Linked DNA regions of Mus musculus: all the other regions are linked to region 1. A link is a contact called in public HiCAR-type and promoter capture Hi-C data. All regions are on one chromosome and are shown on one strand. Each heading gives the region's core, a stretch centred on a gene start, on an enhancer-like site or on the middle of the called end of the contact. The rest is flanking DNA. Distances are from core to core; before and after follow the strand shown.

Evidence for each region. Promoter capture Hi-C pulls out the DNA fragments that hold promoters and counts their contacts. HiCAR-type assays count read pairs that join an accessible place to other places.
Region 2: a HiCAR-type map of astrocytes shows a contact between it and region 1, with 5 times the contacts expected there. The contact joins the promoter of Rbm34 here to the promoter of 2810004N23Rik in region 1. A contact is called at or near these places in 2 of 484 Hi-C or Micro-C datasets (both in the G1E-ER4 cell line) and 1 of 115 datasets of contacts at active chromatin or transcription factors (astrocytes).
Region 3: a promoter capture Hi-C map of embryonic stem cells shows a contact between it and region 1, with 3 times the contacts expected there. The contact joins the promoter of Banp here to the promoter of 2810004N23Rik in region 1. A contact is called at or near these places in 3 of 39 promoter capture datasets (embryonic stem cells, liver and pre-B cells).

Annotation. Positions count from the first base shown.
Region 1 is chr8:124,859,929-124,864,313 of GRCm38.p6, forward strand. 2810004N23Rik (RIKEN cDNA 2810004N23 gene) reads right to left here and starts at 3,101. Exons shown (of 7, transcript NM_025615.2): 1 at 2,957-3,101; 2 at 1,018-1,343. The coding sequence starts at 3,044. It overlaps Gnpat (glyceronephosphate O-acyltransferase), which reads left to right and starts at 3,105. Exons shown (of 16, transcript NM_010322.3): 1 at 3,105-3,384. The coding sequence starts at 3,310.
Region 2 is chr8:126,968,731-126,972,687 of GRCm38.p6, forward strand. Rbm34 (RNA binding motif protein 34) reads right to left here and starts at 2,319. Exons shown (of 11, transcript NM_172762.3): 1 at 2,260-2,319; 2 at 2,008-2,179; 3 at 1,253-1,398. The coding sequence starts at 2,309.
Region 3 is chr8:121,948,124-121,951,974 of GRCm38.p6, forward strand. It overlaps Banp (BTG3 associated nuclear protein), which reads left to right and starts at 2,369. Exons shown (of 14, transcript NM_016812.4): 1 at 2,369-2,525. It overlaps Gm27011 (predicted gene, 27011), which reads right to left and starts at 2,522. Exons shown (of 1, transcript NR_169031.1): 1 at 1,555-2,522.

The DNA of each region.
Region 1 (4,385 bases), core at 1,851-4,350:
GGTTTCTCTGTGTAGCCCTGGCTGTCCTGGAGCTCACTTTGTAGACCAGGCTGGCCTCGAACTCAGAAATCCACCTGCCTCTGCCTCCCAAGTGCTGGGATTAAAGGCGTGCGCCACCACCTCCAGGCTTTTTTTTGGATAGATAAAGGTTTATGGGACATGAAGGCCAAAGAATGGCTAAATCTCTGGATTTTAGCAATGGATTTAAAAATTCCATTAGCATATTCTTGTTGCAAGGAAATGGGAAGCAGAGAAGCCCATTTGTGGGAGTAAGCACCTCATGCTAACAAACTGAATTTGAGGCAAGATTCACAAGTTATCAGAAGGAGAGAGCTGCACAGGAAAACAGTCACTGTCCACCAGATTGTGAGTTCACGGAGCAAGGGCTGCTGTACATTCTGGTCAGCACTGGTTCTGTCCTAGAATAGCTGTGACAATGCTATGTCCTAAAATAGCTGCTGGCACACAGCAGGAGTGGCAGAGAGAACAGGTTTTCTTCTGAGCACTGATAACCAAAGGCTTATTAGGTAGGAGGGTAGCTAAGCAGGCCTAGCTTTATCAAAGCCTGAAGCCTTTCCTTTTGGGGAGGTCAGGGTTTCACTACGTAGACCAGGCTGGCCCTGAATTCATAGAGACCCATCTGCTTGTCTCCTCCCGAGTGCTGGGACCAGAACTGTAGTCATCTGCCTGGCAAGCCCTGCAACTGTTAAGACAGCCTTGGCTCCTTGATTTGCAGATGGCCACCTCCCAAGTCCTGAGCAATCAATACTAAGCTGATGAGAGTGTTTCCATATACCTATGGCCTGGAGGTACTAACATCATAAATTTACCTACTGAGCACAAACACTAACGAGGTTTATAGTGCCCACTTTCTTCTGGGGAAGATTCGGGTTTGGCAACCTTAGGCCCACACGATGGGTAAGATGCTAAGTCCTGTGAGTCATTGATCAAATGCTTGGTCCTGAAGGAAGCCCTGGGGCCCCAGGTTCAGTCTAAGGCCACTGAAGCATCCATTACCTTTGCCGGCTCATCTTCATCTGACTTTAGTTTTCTCTTTTTACTTTTGCTTTGAAACTCTACCACTTCCACTAGCTTGCTGCCGTTCTTTGGGGGAGAGAGGGAGACTGCAGTAGTGACAGGGACTTCTGAAGGGGCAGCGGGAGCAGACTGCAGTTCTTCTCTGAGCTTCTGGAAAAAGCTGGAAGCACTCTTCTTCTGGCCTCGTACAGGAGATCCAGGCAGGGGAAGCGGCTCTACTGCCACATCTTCTATAGTCTCTGAGTCTCTCTTCTTTGCTTTCTTCTTTCGGATCCTTTTCTGCTCTGTTTCACCTTCCGTCTCTCCTGTTCATTTCAACATTAAAAAAAAAATTAAAAATCATCTTAGTTTTAATTAATGCCAATACTGAAGGAATGCCACTTTGCATGGGGCCCAGACACAGGCATCCACTCATGTACACAAAGAAACGAAGTGCTTAGGGCCAGGTCTCATGACTTCATGATCTCCAGGACCCACACGGTGGAAGGAGAGAACTCACTCCTGTGGGAGGTGTTTTCTCACTGCATATGGCGGGGTTGACACACACCCGCACATACATAAATAAATAAAGTAACCGGAAACCACAAACACAGGCAACACTTTCAGAAATCAAAATCCTGCCTTCCTTCCCAGATAGCTGCATACACCTCTGACCCTTAGTAATACAATTACGCTAGTCCTCACACCCGGTGCCATCAACGTCATAGTTCCCAGGACCATGTTAAAAGCATTTGCCTCTATACTAGCATGTCTTTTTACCACACTGCAGGGTTACAGGTACATGTCCGGGTTCTTCTTGTTTTCCTTCGGTTTTGGATTTAAAGGGAATCCAGCTAAACTTTAATTGCTTTAATTTGAATACCTTTACTTTCTACTCTATTTCTCATCTTCAGTTTGTTTCTTCTGCTCAGACTCTCAACAGTGATCTGAAATTTCAATCAGGCGTCTAAGCCTCAGTACTGACCTACAGTATGGGCCCAGGAGCTTTCTGAATACTAGCTGTGTACTTGTGGCCAATGTAACTCTGCCAGTATAGATATAAAAATGAATAGGTAAAGTCCAGGTAGCTGGGAAGTAACTACCGTAATGAATTCCTGCATGTGTGAATATCAACTGTATCTAGGATTTTAAAAATTAGTCTTAAAACTTGTGAAAGTCAGCCAGGTGGTGGTGGTGGCGGCGGCGCACGACTTTAATCCCAGCACTTGGGAGACAGAGGCAGGCGGATTTCTGAGTTCGAGGCCAGCCTGGTCTACAGAGTGAGTTCCAGGACAGCCAGGGCTACACAGAGAAACCCTGTCTTGAAAAACCAAAAAGAAAAAAAAAAAAAAAACCCAAACAAACAAACTTGTGAAAGTCGGAGGCCAAGTGTTGTCGGTGGACACAAAGAACCTAACACAGCGCAGAATGTGACATCAGGCCCTAGACCTTGAGACTCGAGCTCTTAAGGAGGACCTTTATGAAGATGTGTGTACATATATGGGTTGCTCTGACAGTTAATGAGGGAAACACACAAAAATGCATGTACATGTACACCTGGTACGTTCTTCCAAGTTCTCAGCTTGCTTTTGCTTTTTAATCGTGTAAGTGAGCTTGGAATTTTGAGCAACCGCTCCAAAATAAAAACAATACAGCGTTTGTTACGTGTCTGGTTCTAAAAGTCAGGCAATCAACGTGAGCTCTTCTGCCTGCCAGTGCCTGTCCTTCTGCGAGTGGCCTGCCTTTAGTAACCATCTCTGATTTTATTTTCCTGCACAGTGAGAAGGAGAGCAAAAGGTCGGCCAACAAGTGGGGGAGAAGGTCCCGGAGAGGGTAGCGCTTGCGGACATGGCTCCAGGAGACCACGTGGGCCGTGGTCCCGCCGCCTCGGGATGCGTTTCACTGTCTTTGGCCGCCTCCTCCCAGGAGCTACGCTCACCCAGGTCGTAGAGGGTCCGCAGAACGGCGTCCAGGAGTGCCTCCGAACCAGGAGGCTCAACGGAGTCCGAATCGTGCTCCGCCGCCATGGGAATCAGCACGGAGACCCCCCCAGATCCCGCCCAGTGCCCACCACTTCCGCTTCCGGCGCGGCTTCTGCGCGTGCGTCACGGTCCCTGCGCGGCCTCGGGCCTGGTTAAGATGGCGGTGCCCGGGGTCCCGTGCAGTGGCCGTACGGAGTGCCACTGTCCTGGGCAGACGGGAGCCGCCCCGTGCGAAAGAACCGCCCCCAGCGGCTGCACTACAGCCGTGTAGCAGACCAGCCCAGGCCCCGCCAGGGACGGCAGCCGCGCCATGGACGTTCCTAGCTCCTCCAGCTCCCGATTCTCGGTCGGCTCGGCCAGCCCTAGCAGTGTGCTCCTCTATGCGGTAGGCGCCTGGGAGGACCAAGGCCCAGGGCAACGTCGCGGGAAGGACAGTCCCTCCCCGATCCCTATGTCCCCAGCCCACGACCCTTGCTTGTCTTAAAGAGCGGGTCCTAACCCAGTTGGGTACGTGGCTTGGTATCCACGGCAACCATGTGTCTGCGCCTCGGTTAACGCGTCTGCTTTTACAAGTTTGTATCGATGGCGGTCCCTCTGTCCCTTCTCCCCGTCAGGCCGGGAGCCCCCGCACACAACATGAGGGGAGCATTAGAGTTCTGCCTGTTGAGTAGTAATCTTAGTCCTGACCTAGCCCGAGAAGACTTTTGGGTCTCCACCTCCCGCCTTCTCCCCAGCCCTCTACCTTAAGTATTCCTGAGAGAGAAAAATATTCGGCTACAATATGCGCGTAGAGTTTTTTTTTTTAACTCTTACTTGGAACCTCAGGAAATTACTGTCTTCTATTCGTTATGTTTGCACAAGTTTCTGAGTAGGATACCCATTGCCACTGTTTTCTGTCCAACTTACCTTCTACACTACCCCCTTCCGCCCCCCACTTCCTTCCTCTTCTAGTTTTAACTGGTGGTTTGCCCCGTTTGGTTTCCAACAGAGTGTTGGTCACTTACAATATTCACGAGCAATTATCAAGGTGGAGACTTCGTGTGCTTTCACTCCGTGGGTTTGCACAATTACGGGTGGGGTGGGGTGAGAATTTGCTTATTTTTATGTGTATGAGTGTACCTGCATGTGTGTATGTGCACCACGAGGTGTCTGGTGCATCAGAGGCCAGCTCTGGGAATTGAGTTACAGATTGTGAGCTGCCCCAATGTGGTTGCTGAAGGAATGACCCTTAACCCTTGTGCCATCTCTCCATCCTCGGGGGAGAGTTAAAAAAAATCTTAATTAATTATTTTTGAAACAAGATTTTCTTGGTTTGTTCTCTGGCTTTGGCACTAGCTGTGAAGCCCCAGGCTTTCTGGATCTTGCATTCCTCATGCCCTCACCTCC
Region 2 (3,957 bases), core at 1,069-3,568, 2.1 Mb after region 1:
ACAGGAGGGTTTCAGTTTGAAGCATTTTATTTTGCTTTTTGGGTTTTGATTTAAGGAAGGTGGCATGCAACCTAGGCTGGCTTCAAACTCACTATATATGGTGTAGGATAACTCTGAGTGTCCGATCCAAGAACCACCACCTTCCAAGTGCTGGGAGACTGCAAGTATATGTTACCATGCACGGTTTAGACAAGGAACACTCCACCAAGTGAGGCACACCTCTAGCCTCAAGGAGCACTATCTTAAGGTAAACAAGAAATGTACAGGTGCAGATACAGGCAATCAAAAAGACGGAACAGGTCTAATGCTCAGGGCCGACACACAGCAGTGCCCATGAAGAACTGCTGCGAGGTGACTGACAAGAACTCCAAGAAGAAGCCGTTTCCTAATTGCAAGCTCAGGAAAGGTGTTCATCTTAATTCAGAGACAAAACAGAGAAGGGAACAGAAAGCTTGGAATGTAAAGCTTCGAGAAAGCAGTCACCGAGTGGAAGCAGCGCACAGTCCTCAGAGGGTGTGAGGGTGGTGGGGAACTAGTGTAGTGGCTCAGCAGGCAAAGGCACCTGTCCTGCAGCCAGACAGCGAATGGACTCCTAGGAGCTGGTCCTTCCACAGGCCACCTTGACAGGAATGCACTGACACACATGCAGACAACAAACGTAATAACTACTGAAGGTTTTACTGAAAGAGGAGAGTGTAAAAATGGGAAAAGAAAATAGGCTTGAAGCAGCGAGAAGGAATTGAGAGCCAAGGGTTTGTGGAAGCTGAAGTACAGCTTAGGTTGCAGAGTGAGTTTAAGGTCCACCTGGGATGCAAGAAGTCTCCAAGAAAGAATGAGGAACACTCAATAGAAAAGTAGTGTATCTGTTTGGATACTAACTCAAATATTATGTAAAAGGAATTTTAAGTTAGTAAGGGAAATTTGGTTCCTATGAAAACCAAATTCACATTTGACAGACACACTAACTCAGAAATCCCAACTCAGAAAACAGAGAAGGGGTTAAAGTCCTAACAAGGCTGGCTCAGAATCAAGAAGCAGTGATGGACACAAAGACCTAAAAAGCTGATCTACCAGTATCTGTTCGCTTAGGATAAATGGCTTTCTTGTATCTTTTAACCCTGTATGAGACTTTGTATAATGTATTTTTTAAATTTCAGAATATGCAGTGAAAAAAATTAAGATGAACATTAAAAAAAAAAAAAAAAAAACTGCCTGAGGTATTTAATATAGCAAAAAGGAGATTTCTACCAACCTGTTTGCCAGTCTTTTGTCTGCATCAGAGAGTTTCTTCACTTTCACTTTTCTCGAAGGCTCTTGCAAAACTGGCTTTTTAGTTTGGGACACACTCTCTTCTTCATCATCATCATCATCATCAAGTTTTCTTTTTTTAGATGTTTCCTTTCAAAAGTTTGAAGTCATATTTAAAACCTCAAACTTTAAAAAAAAAAAAAATCCTGACCCTAAAGCTGTGTGTTGTGGCTTATATCTGTAATTCCAGTATTCAGGAATAGAGGCAGGAGGAACTGTGCCAGGCCAGCCAGAGCTACATAGCAAAGTCCCTCCGTCTCCAAGTCCCTGAGCAGTACTCCGATGTGCCTTTCTACATGGATACTTCTTCACGGGTTACGGAGAGAAGCAGAATATTCTTGCAGCACCAGCCATTCAGTGGAAAGGTGAGGCAGGAATATAGAATCTGGGTTACCGTGTATTCTAAGCGTGCGCAACTAGTGTGATCCTGTCTCAAAATAAAAAAGTCAAGTCGGACATGGTGGGAGCGACTCTGTAATCTCAGAACTCAAGGCTGGAGAAGGATCAGGAGTTTAGTTCATCCTCGGATACATAACTGAAATTTGAGGCTTACACGGTCTACAGGTGACCCTGCCAATCAAATAGGCTGAGGGTGAAGCGCTAGCCCTGCTCAAAGGACCAGACAGTCACTGCTGTCAGGAGAGTGACCCTCTACATCTCTCTCTACCGGGATACTCAGGGTGCAGCCCGGCGACTCACCTGGGGCACAGGCACAAATACAGGAGGAGCCGATGGCTCCGCGGTGCTGAAGAGAGCGGCCAGCCGCCCCGTCCCGCCTCCAGGAGGCCGCGGGCCGCCCCGCAAGCTGTCGGCGACCTGTCCCACCAGGTAGTCGCTGGCCGCACAGCTCACGCCGTCTCCAGAGCTCTGTCTGCAAACACAAGAGCACTCTTCAGCCACGCCGCGCCACTCACCGCCAACCCATCCACACCAACGCCCGCCGCCACTCACCTCCGCTCCGAGCCCTTCCTTCTCTTGCGTTCCTCCCCTCCCAGAGCCATGCTGAAAACTGAGCTTCCGGGATGGAAGTCCTAGGTCCGCGCTTCTGGGATCCGACTAGTCATGCGTTCCCTCTGGTTCCGGGTTCCGGCAGCCTCCGGGTTCCGACTACTTCCGTTCTAAGGCTGAGCTCTTCCGCTCAGGACCACACCCCCTCTCCCCATTCAGCCCGTGGCTGCGCAGGAGCCGCGCTATGCTTAATACTAATGGTTTTGCAGTCCGCAGGCGTCTCAGGGAAACCTAGGCTGAGGGAGTGCAGCAAGTCTCACGAGTAGCTGAGGCCTCGTGTTAGTACGAGGGTCAGCTAAAACCTGACATAGTGGCTTAGGTCTTTAATCCCAGAATTTGGGGCTCGAAGTAGCCGGATTACCTCGATTTCCAGGACCGGCTAAAACCACATGGCTCCAGCATAGCTACCTCGTCTCAAATAAAACAAGCCCCCCCGCCCCCCAGGCTTAGGGAAGGCTGTCGGCCACAGCTCATTAAGGAAGGAGGTTTCCAAGAGAAATGGGGCTACAGGGATGTGTCTTAGCAGTCGGGGAAGGGTACACCTTTCCCGAAGTTTGACGTTTCAAAGTCGGCAGAAAACAAGTATTTGGGATCACAGTTTAACTGGTCACATCCTTGTACTATTCCGTCTTCAAAGCCGCCCTGTCATTTATTTTTATATTTATTTATTATTATACATAAGTACATTGTAGCTGTCTTCAGACACACCAGAAGAGGGTGTCAGATCTCATTATGGATGGATGTGAGCCACCATGTGGTTCCTGGGATTTGAACTCAAGACCTTCTGAGGAAGAGCAGTCAGTGCTCTTATCCACTGAGCCATCTCACCAGCCCCCTCCCCACCTCCCGTCATTCTTTAAGTAAATTCATACTTAGATTTTTTTTTAATAGTGGCTTATATTTGTAATCCCTGTTCTCTAGGGCCTAGGTAGAGCTTGGCCATGATTTTGAGGCTATTCTGGGATATGCGGTCGTAGCCTCTTTTGCCTGCAGGAAGTCCAGCATGTTGGGATCTCCCCAGTTACCAAGATAGAGAGACACCCAAGTGAGCTTGCAGGCCAGATTTAAAGCACATTAGGGAATGCTGGGGTAGGTGACCTCTATGTTAATATGTTGGGTCTATCTCTAGGGATACTGACATTCCATTACTGGGATGTGGGGGCTGGAAACTTGCTGGGGAGGTCTGGGAACTGTTACTGAGGAACTCTGGAAACTGCTGCTGACCCATTGTGCTTGCTTCAGGCCAGGTGGCTGGGACATTCCATTACCTGGGCATGAAAGCTGGAGCCTGGGCTTTTTCCTGTTAGTAATTGACTTGTCTGGACTTGCCCAGTTTTTAGGCCTGGTCTCCTAAACTCCTATTTGAAGTCTGTCACGGAGTCAGCCTAGGCTTCTCATTCCTCCCTTTCAGTAATGGGCCAACTCTAACCCTTGAGAGGTTTCCGAGGCCCCTGCACTAGCAGCTCCAGCCAGCCCTATGTTAAGGAAGAGAACCTAGTAACACAGCAGAAATGGCCACATTTAACTTGATTGATTGGAGGTGCTAGCTGGTTGAAGACATAAAAATCCTCAGTCGTATTTACAACCAGGCCATAAATGCATGGAGTGAGTCTCCAGGTATAAGCCCTCCAATCATTCTCT
Region 3 (3,851 bases), core at 1,119-3,618, 2.9 Mb before region 1:
CAGGAAGCTTAAGGTCAGCCTGGGCTCCCGGACAAAACGTTGTCTCCAAAGGAGAGCCTGCCAGACTACCTGGGTGTGATGGTTTGCATATGCTTGGCCCACGGAATGGCACTATTAGGAGGTGTGGCCCTGTTGGAGTAGATTTTGCCAAAGTGCGTGTGGGCTTTAAGACCCTCATCCTGGCAGCCTGGAAGTCAGTCTTCAGCTAGTAGCTTTCGGATGAAGATGTAGAACTCTCAGCTCTGCCTCAGTGGGTTTGACCCATGGGACCCGGGTGGTGGAAGGTGAGAACTGACTCTCTGTCATGTCCACGGGGTGCCACGGTACTCCAACAACCCCCACAGCATGCACACAGAGTAAATGAACATAGCTTTAACAATCCAGGGCATCAAAACAAAGAGGGTTGGGAAATGGCAGGCTTGGCAAAGTGCATGTCCTGTAGGCACGCGGAACTAAAGTTGAGCCCCAGAAGGCACAAATCAATGGTGCCACCCGTGGTGGGGTGGGCTTGTGATCCCAGAGCTGGGGAAGCGGAGACAAGTGGATCACTGGGGCTCACTGGACAGTCAGTCTCACCTACCCTGCAAGCTGCAGGTCCCATTGAGAGACTGTGGTTTAAAATTCAAGGTGGGCAGCTGCCGAGGGACATGCATGTTGCACGCATGCGCACACATCAGCCTCCCGGTTCTGAACTCTGGCTCTGATTAGTGTACTCTCTGGTTGAGATCTAAACTGTATTAGCACTCGGACTCTCATTCAGCCCTTCATTGCTGCCTACTGGTGCCAACCCACCCTTTCCCCACCATCCACTCATCTGCTTGATGGTTGCACTAAATACATTTGAAGTCCTGGGATGGAGGAGACGGCAACGCCAGGGGTGAAAGGGAGGTTAAGGGGGATGTTAGGGTGACATGCTGGGGATGACGTCACCATTACTCTGTTTTTCCGTGCGGTCAGGCATTCATGTTCAGAACTCTCACAACTACAGTTTTAAAATCTGGGCCCAATTGAGGGGCGGTGGGAGGAGATAGTACAACTCTCTAAGAGTTTCTGGCCAAGTTCCTCGTAGTTCCTCTGGGCTTAGCTTTCTTTCTTTTTATTTTAAAGATTTATTTATTTATTTCATGTATGTGGGTACACTGTCACTGTCTTCAGACACACCAGAAGAGGGCATTGGGTTCCCATTACAGATGGTTGTGAGCCATCATGTAGTTCCTGGGGTTTGAACTCAGGACCTCTGGAAGAGCAGTCAGTGCTTTTTTTTTTTTTTTTTTTTTTTTCCCCAAATGAGACAGGGCTTCTCTGTATAACTCTGGCTGTCCTGGAACTCACTCTGTAGATTGGGCTGGCTCGAACTCAGAAATCTGGCTGCCTTTACCTTCCAAGTGCTGGGATTAAAGGTGTGCGCCACCACTGCCCAGCAGGTCTCATTTTAACAGCACAGTTCTAGGTTGAAATCTTCAAGACAATCCTGAGGTAAAGTGGCACAGGATCAAACCCCAGACAGAGCACAGTGGTTTAGAAGGGCTGTCCCAAGGTTGCCCAGCTGGTAGCTGCACTGAGTCATGGCTTTATTATCGGCACAGGGGAACGGGCAGGAAACAGGTTTTTGTTTTGTTTAGTTTTCTAAGTGAAAATAACTCCTGTAATCCCGGTTTGTAGGATTGCTCACTGCGAACATGCAGAAGGGGACAGCCTGGAAAGGAACACTGACGACAGACCAGGTGCAGAGAACCATTAGTGGCATTTCTGGCAACAAATGCACATCGATGCTGCATAGCTCCTATTGCATGATACGTAAGCATGTCACATATAATCTCTATCACAGTGACAGTGTCCCCACGACCAGCTTGTCCATAAGGAAGTCAGGCAACTTTCCAGACAATGCCACTGAACGAGCCCGGAACGTCTGAGACCGATGCCAGGTAGAGTAGGTAGGACGGGTTTGGGAGCGTACAGCCCATTTGAGCCGCTGACACTACAAGTCCCAGCAGCCCTCAGGGCAGGGAAGGCATGGGGCAGCCAGAATCCGGATGGACTACAAATCCCAGCAGGCAAATCATGGCCGCAGAGACTACCAGTCCCAGGACGCATCGTGCCACACACAGCGCACACTGGGATTTGTAGTCGTCAGGGCAGCGTTAGTGTGTTCACACCCATCAAAGAGGACGTACATTCCTCAGATTGAACACTGGAGGATTTACTGCTTTAGCAAGTAACATGGACGTGAGATGGGGAAGTAAGGGCCCAGCGAGTCAACTCTCGGAGCAGGGGAGGACAACTGCGCATGCTCGTTGGAGTCCGTCGGCGAAAGCGCGCGCCAGAGGCGCCCAGAGCAGGCCCCGCCCCCTTCCCGACCGGCCCCGCCCTTGAGCCGGGAGCCCAGGGAGCCTGCGCTGAGGGCGGGGCGCAGGCCGTGGGGAGGCGCTCGCGGCGCCTGCGCAGAGCGGCTGCTTCTCTCGCGAGGACGGACGCCATTATCGCAGCTCCCCGACAAACACCACGAGAATTCCGCAGCCCACACGGTAATTGCAGCTCCCGCAGCCGGTCGCGCCTCCACTCCCCCTTCCCGCGGGGCGAGAGCGAGAGCGAGAGCGAGATCTCCGGCCGCCCCCGCCCCGCCCCGCCGCCAACCGTCGCCAACGGCCACGGGGCCGCACGCCGGGCTGGGCGGGGGCCGGCGGGCCGCGGGATGTCCGCGCGTCGCCTCCGCGCCTCCACCCGCCGGGGCTGCGGGACCCGGGAAGCGAGCGAGCGAGCGGGCGAGCGGCCGAGGCCCGGCGGCCGTGCTCGCGTGCGTTCGGCTCCGGGGCCTCGGCGCCTCCCGGGCCCGCGCCCGGCGCTCCTGTCACGGGCTCGGCGCGCGGGCGCTGTGGCCCTGGCTCGGCCGCCCAAGTCTCTCAGGACTGAGCCTCGCGCGCTGCGCCCGGGCCCCGCGCGCCGCCCCGCCGCCTAGGTGGCCCCATCTCCCGGCCGTTGTTGGCGCTATGCCCCGGTAACCGGGTGACTTCGCCCTGGTTGGCGCGTCCGCCCGCCTCTGCTCTGCTCTCTGTTGACATCGGGGCCGAGACTGGTGCTCGCTTCCCCACCTAGCGTCACGTCCCCGTCCCGCACAGCCTGGCTCTTTTTTTTCCTTGTTACTTGTGGTGGCCTTTGTTTCTCTGCTCCTGGTGACATTGTAACTTCTCGGAGATAGTGTGGAACCTCCGGCTTCCCTCTACCTCCTCTCTGCCTTTCTTCTAATCTGGGTTGGGGACGCTTTAGGCGGGTGCAGGTAGGTCCCGAGGTCTTTCTTTCGCTGCACGCCTGGTCAGCTCAGGACGCAGTGTTTCAGTCAGCTTTCTTCTTGAGTCCCCAGGGAGCCTCTGCCAAGGACTTCCTTTCTGGTAACTGTTTCCTCCCTGGACCGGCCTAAGGTCTTCTTGGCATTGGAACAGGTCTGCCCTTCGCAGGTATGCTCGGTAGGCGTGTCCTCGAGCGCTGGGAGATTGTCCCAAGAGCCTTTCTTAAAGTCGTTAGAGAGTTTGTCGCCCTCCCCCCCACCCCCGCCCCATTTGGGCACACTACTTGAGTTTCTTTATCTTTCTATTCCTTTTTGATTTTCATTCCAGGAAAGAACTTCAGTTTATCTTTCACCCCAGTGGCGCAGGACTTTTAATTCCAAGCACTTAGGAGACAGAGGCAGGTGGATCTTTGCCAGTTTGAGGCAACCTCGTTTACATAGTGTTTACATAGGCAACCTCCCCTATCTCGGGGAGGGGGCCGGCGAATCCACCATCAGAATTGTAGTTTCTGAGCAGGGCATAGAGAGGTACACACCTCTAGCCCCAGCACTTGGGAGGCAGAGGCAG